2 separate regions of the Cricetulus griseus genome follow, and region 2 is linked to region 1. Evidence: chromatin contacts called from public Hi-C data. All regions are on one chromosome and are shown on one strand. Each heading gives the region's core, a stretch centred on a gene start, on an enhancer-like site or on the middle of the called end of the contact. The rest is flanking DNA. Distances are from core to core; before and after follow the strand shown.

Region 1 (2,697 bases), core at 118-2,617:
TGAGCACGGGGCCTCCGGCCGCTCCCTGAGCGCCGCCCCCGGCCCGGACCGGCCCGGCCTGGCCCGGTCTCTGGCTCCGCTCGTCCGCCGCGGCCAGGCGGAGCTCATCGCACTCGGAGCGGCAGCTGCCTGGGGCGCTCCGGTCGAGTCCGCCGCGGGGACGCTCAGCGCCCGCCAAGCCGCCGCCGCCTTGGGTCAGAGTCGCCTGGGGCCACGCGGCGGGCAGGAGGGACGCGGAAGGAGAAACCTGAGGCGCTGCGCTGGGGTGCGGGGTCGTGCGCGGCCTGAGGGGACCGAGTGTGACGACAAGGTGACCGGCTGAGAAGTCACACTCTGACAGGACCCTGGGAGACTGACAGCCTGACGGCGGGAGTCCTGGCTGAAGGGAACCCGGCTGAGGAGTCGTCGCACTGACAGGACCGTGTGACACACAAGGTGAGGGGGTCTCGGCCTGAGGGGACGGGATCTGACTGACAAAGTGGCCGGGTCCGAGCTGAGGGGACACGAGCTGAGAAGTCACACTCTGACAGGACTATGTGACTGACAGACAGCCTAGCCCGGGTCCGACCAGAGGGGACGCGCGGGTTGGAAAGTCAAACTCTGACAGGACCGTGAGTGTGACAAAGTGACAGAATCTTAACTGGGGGGGGGGACACGGCTAAAAAGTCACACTCTGTGAGGACCAAATATGACAAACGAGGTGCCGAGAGTCTGGGTCTGAGAGGAACACCGGCTGAGGAAAAGTCACTAGAAGAGCGAGCGAGCGAGCGAGCATGATAGCCGGGCGGGATTGGGGACTGAGACGGAGTGCGGGGGGGGGGGTCTCGGCTGAGGACCCGTCTCACACCGAGGGGGCCGAGTGTGCTGACAGGGGTGACAGTCCCTCGGGCTGAGGGGCACGGGTGCGGCGTGGAGGGTCACAGCGGAGCCACCTCAGGCTCCCTGTGAGGGTGCGCCGGCAAGCGCGAGCTGGGAGCGGGGTGGCTGCGCCGCCAGACCCTGACAGGAAAGCCTGGACTCGGCAGGGTCCAGAACTCCCTCGGGGAATGCGTTGTGCGGATCTCGGTGACAATTTTCAGAGTGGGGCTCAACTGCAGCAGCTCAGAGCCCGGAGGCGCTGGAGGGGGAGGGGTGTGCCGGTGATCAGCCTGGCGACTTGGCCCGCGGCCCCCGCCCGGAGCTGGCCCAGGTGTGGGGAAAGCAGGCTTCGCTGTCACGGAGGCCCCGCCCCGTCAGCGCCCACCTACAGTCCCACCGAGGGGGCGAGCACAGGGACAGGCCGCCAGAGTCTGCAGTCCTCCTGGTGGGGGTGGAAGGTGGGTGTGTAGCTCCGGTGCTTTATGGCTTGGGATTGGGGAGGAGCCTAAGGTGAGGAGGCTGTAACTGGGAGTAGCCAGGGCTGCTTTTATATAAGGGACGCGGGGAGGTCAAGAAGGGGCCTGGACCTCTGCTGGGGATCAGAAGGCAGCAGCTCTAAATTCTTCTTAACTCCCATTGCTTAGGTGAGTGGCCCCACCGTCATCGCGTTTCGTTGGAGCGTGTTGTGAGGTGGCCAAACTGCCCCCAAGTTCGTACGTATCAGGATGGTTTTACTGTGTTCTTGTTGTACAGTAAGAAATCTGCTTCCCTTCTGAAGCTAACGGTAGGGAGAGTAGTGTCACTTACATCAGGAGTAAAAAAAAAAAAAAAGAGTTCAGTCTTCTGTCAAGACTAAGCTGAAGTTTTTTCTTCTTAGAAGGATGAAGGACAAAACTGTAAAATTAAATGATCATTTGAGGGAGAGAAAAAAAAAAAAACAACGATGAACCAAGTTGTAGGATAGCTAACAGTTGGAAAGCCTCTTGATTTTGAAGTTCATTATTGTAATGTCAACTCTTTATTATCAGGCACGAAGCAAATTGTTAACCGGAGTTATTAAATGAGTAACTTAAGTCTTGGACTTGGGCAGATCTTCCACAGATACCAGGTATTCTGTAGAGTCTTCCTGTACATGCTGAGTGATCAATTACTGACTGAAACCATAACTCCGGGTGCTATATGATTTAGAAAACCTGGCTAGTGTAGGAACTGACATTTTCTATGGCTTCTCAAAGAGATAGCTCTCGAAAGTTTCATAGAAACACTCATAGATACTTAGAACATTTGGAGAGATGTTCCAAAAGATTCAGCTTCAACTTTAAAATAAGATCTCTGCTGTCTTTCTTCAACCAGATTTGCTCTAAAATTAAATACATCTGTAATATTTTAATATACGAAATTCGATATCAGTCTCATACATTAGCTCGAGTGATGAATATTATAAAGCCATCCGTTTTTATCTCATCGTGTGTTTTGTGTAAATTTGCTCCTTGTTATGTGTTATTTCTTAGTTAATTTGCTGAAATTTATATCTTCAATGAGAAGAACTAAGAAGCAACTGGTGGTCATCTCAATCTTTTGCAGCTCACTAGAAGAAAAAAAAGACAGTTTTATTTTTAAGAAAAAAAAGTTTTTTAAGTGTAAAAGTTTCGTATTCTTATCACTGCGGTAGGACGATGGCTGCAGTGAAGGCTAAAGTTCTGCAGAACTCCAGGCCAAAGAATTTTTAGATATCGGTCCCTCATTCTTTTATATTTTAAAAAAATATAAGTTCTTTAAAAAATAGAACTAAAATGTCCAGAAACTTCATATTTTTTATTGAATTTAAGACTACTTTAA
Region 2 (2,697 bases), core at 76-2,575, 80 kb before region 1:
ACAGCTGTAGCTCAGCAGGCCTGCTGCTCAGAAGGCCTGCTGCTGGGGCAGGCTCTGAGGGATTTTATTCCGACATCTTCATGATTCTCTGAGGGTGTTTCTAAAGACTACTCATGCTCTGAAGATAAATTCCACATTTACACATGTTTAAGAAAAATCAGTGTGTTAGCATTTTAGCTACATAATTCCCTGGATTGACATGAATTCAACAAGTTAACACTCCTAAAAATGCCACTGTCTGGCCCCTGCTCACAAGCAGGGATTCCAGGAAGTCAGAGAATGGATTTTGGTGGTGCCAGCTCTCCTTTCTGAGTCACATTTATCCCATGTTTTAGGATCTAAGGACCGAGGCAAGTAAGGCAAGAAGTAGAATCCCACCTCACCCATTGAATGGCACTTGATGGGTGATGTCCATCCATCCTTCCTTCCACGGTACACATACTTAGGGTACAGACAGCCAAATGAAAGACAAGGGGAGTCAGAATATATCTCTCTCTCTCTCCCCTCTCTCTCGTGGGGATGGATCCCAGGGCCTCAGGGCCTCACTCATGCTAGGCAAGTGCTGTGCCTCTACCTGCATCCTAGTGAAGGAGAAGGGTCACAAATCTTAGGTTTTGTTTGAAGAAATGACAGCAAGTCAAAATTCAATAACTCGTTTAAGGTCATCCAGTTGGTCAAGTGGTAGAACTAAGATTGAAACCCAAACAACAGGGGCTCTGAATGTGGCTCCTTGGGAACAGCACCTGCTACACAAGTATGAAGATCAAAGTTTGGATCCTCAGAACTCATGGGAATAAAAACCAGGTGGGTGTGGTAGCCTTCCTATAATCCTAGTGTGTGGGAGGCAGGGACAGGGAATCCCTGGAGGAAACTGTTCAAGATTCGGCCAGAAACCCTGTCTCAATATATAAGGTGGAGAACAAAGAAGAAAGACATCTAGAATCAACCTCAGTCCTCCACATGTTCACACATATGCACGTGTCCCTGTATACATGTGATCACATGTAGATGCATACACATATGTACACTGCAAAGAGAAAGCCAAGCAATAGGGTTCATGGTCTTAATCACTTTGCTATATTTTAATCAATCTTGCAGGGTCAATAAGAAATAATTTTATCATTTTTTCATAGGGTAACTATATAATAAAGTGTATACAAACCTAGCCAAGGGTGGGCTTGTCACCAGTGTTGACCCATTGGCCTAAAACTATGAGTAACCTGCACTGTGTGTCTTATTCTGTTCAAATATAATTCTGGTTCTTAAAAAATTACTCATTCTTCCACATGTGATGTCAAAACCAAAACCACAAGTAGCTTATTTAGAAAATGAGTCACCCTGGAAGGACTGTTGGGGTAACAAAAAGGGGAGGCACTTACCACAGTCATGCAGTACCCTAGTCAAGGGATACAGGGATTCTACCCAGCCCCTACTAATAGATCTGGACCAGAGGTGGGGGTGTCCCATTGAGAAGCAGACTTCTTGGTATTTAAAAAGATGATCACAGAGTCTTGGAAAACAGTACCACACAATGGTCAAACATCCAGTGAATAGTGTGAGTCAAATGATCAAAGGTTGGGTCAAATGGTTGATGCTAGTCTGCTGTAGATTCCCAAGCCTTTGGTCTGTAGGCCAACTGGCTGCCATGTAGATTAGATTACCTCTCTGTAGCTTATTGGAATTTTCTCTGACATCCTCAGCACAGATGAGCAAACAAAAAGCTTCATCTCTGCCCTTGTGGGGCTCCCCACCACCCAGATCAAGGTGAATAAATTCTGTTCATTATGTATTTGTTGGTAATTCTTTATTGTGTACTTATTAAGCTCAACAAATTTCATGGAAGAATTTAAAACTGAACTACCCAAAGTTTCCACATTCACAAAATCCACAACTATTAGGGGAGATGATGTAAATAGAAAAGGCAAGTGTACTGTCTTAAGGAATGCAATCATGGTGTCAGCTTGGAAAATAATAAAGCTTGGTAGCGATCGATGAGAATGTGGGAAACTCTACCCTTATACATTGCTGGTGGGAGCATGTGTGGTCACTACATCCAGTGCCCAGCTATGCTTCAGGAATCTCATTTCTGAACACTTCTAGGGACTTGATCAACACAAGGAAGCAAAGGAATCCTGGTTGCAACATGGAAAAACAAACAAACAAACAAACAAACATGGAAACAAACAACTGTCCCTCATGAAGGAATTAAATAATATATTGTGACTCATTCATAAATAAGACTACTTTATGATTTAAAATATGTGAGGAATTCAGATGAGTTCTGATAAGATATGGAAAAAGAATGAGTAAGATGAGTTACGCCAGTGTAAGATGGACAACAAGCTGTACGTGTCTCAGTGGAGCACATGTCTAGCTCCAGGTCAGAAAAACCTACACTGTAGGTAGGAGAGAGCTGGGAAGAGTCCACAAGATTGGGAGGCCTGTTTACTGGGGGAGGAGTGAGTGCAAAGAATTTGGAGTTTTACAGCTGAAAGCAGCAATTAGCCTTACCACCTCTTTACAGACGAGAAAATTGAGGCTCAGGCACTTAGGACATTTACCACAGTTTTGAAGGGTGTTAGTGACATAGACAAATAAATGAACTTTAGTCCTGTCTCCACGGTCATTTAGAACATGTCCTTCCTGAGACAAATGAAATGGAGAGGTGTAACATTTCTAAAGAGAGGTGTATCAAGG

The links. Hi-C and Micro-C count contacts between places; a contact is called where the count stands out from the background.
Region 2: a contact with region 1 is called in a Hi-C map of the CHO-K1 cell line, with 3 times the contacts expected there. The contact joins two enhancer-like sites. A contact is called at or near these places in 3 of 8 Hi-C or Micro-C datasets (the CHL-YN cell line and the CHO-K1 cell line).

Annotation. Positions count from the first base shown.
Region 1 is chr8:29,478,696-29,481,392 of CriGri-PICRH-1.0, reverse strand. No RefSeq gene overlaps it. Among named protein-coding and RNA genes, the nearest start is that of Pparg, 78 kb to the right of the region's middle. Within about 2 kb of position 1,367, at least 4 of the 6 cell types and tissues checked have open chromatin away from gene starts, as enhancers often do. A contact at or near this core is called in the CHO-K1 cell line, where this site is marked.
Region 2 is chr8:29,558,404-29,561,100 of CriGri-PICRH-1.0, reverse strand. It overlaps Syn2 (synapsin-2), which reads left to right. Exons shown (of 14, transcript XM_035448559.1): 14 at 1-1,789. Among named protein-coding and RNA genes, the nearest start is that of Timp4, 34 kb to the left of the region's middle. Within about 2 kb of position 1,325, at least 2 of the 6 cell types and tissues checked have open chromatin away from gene starts, as enhancers often do. A contact at or near this core is called in the CHO-K1 cell line, where this site is marked.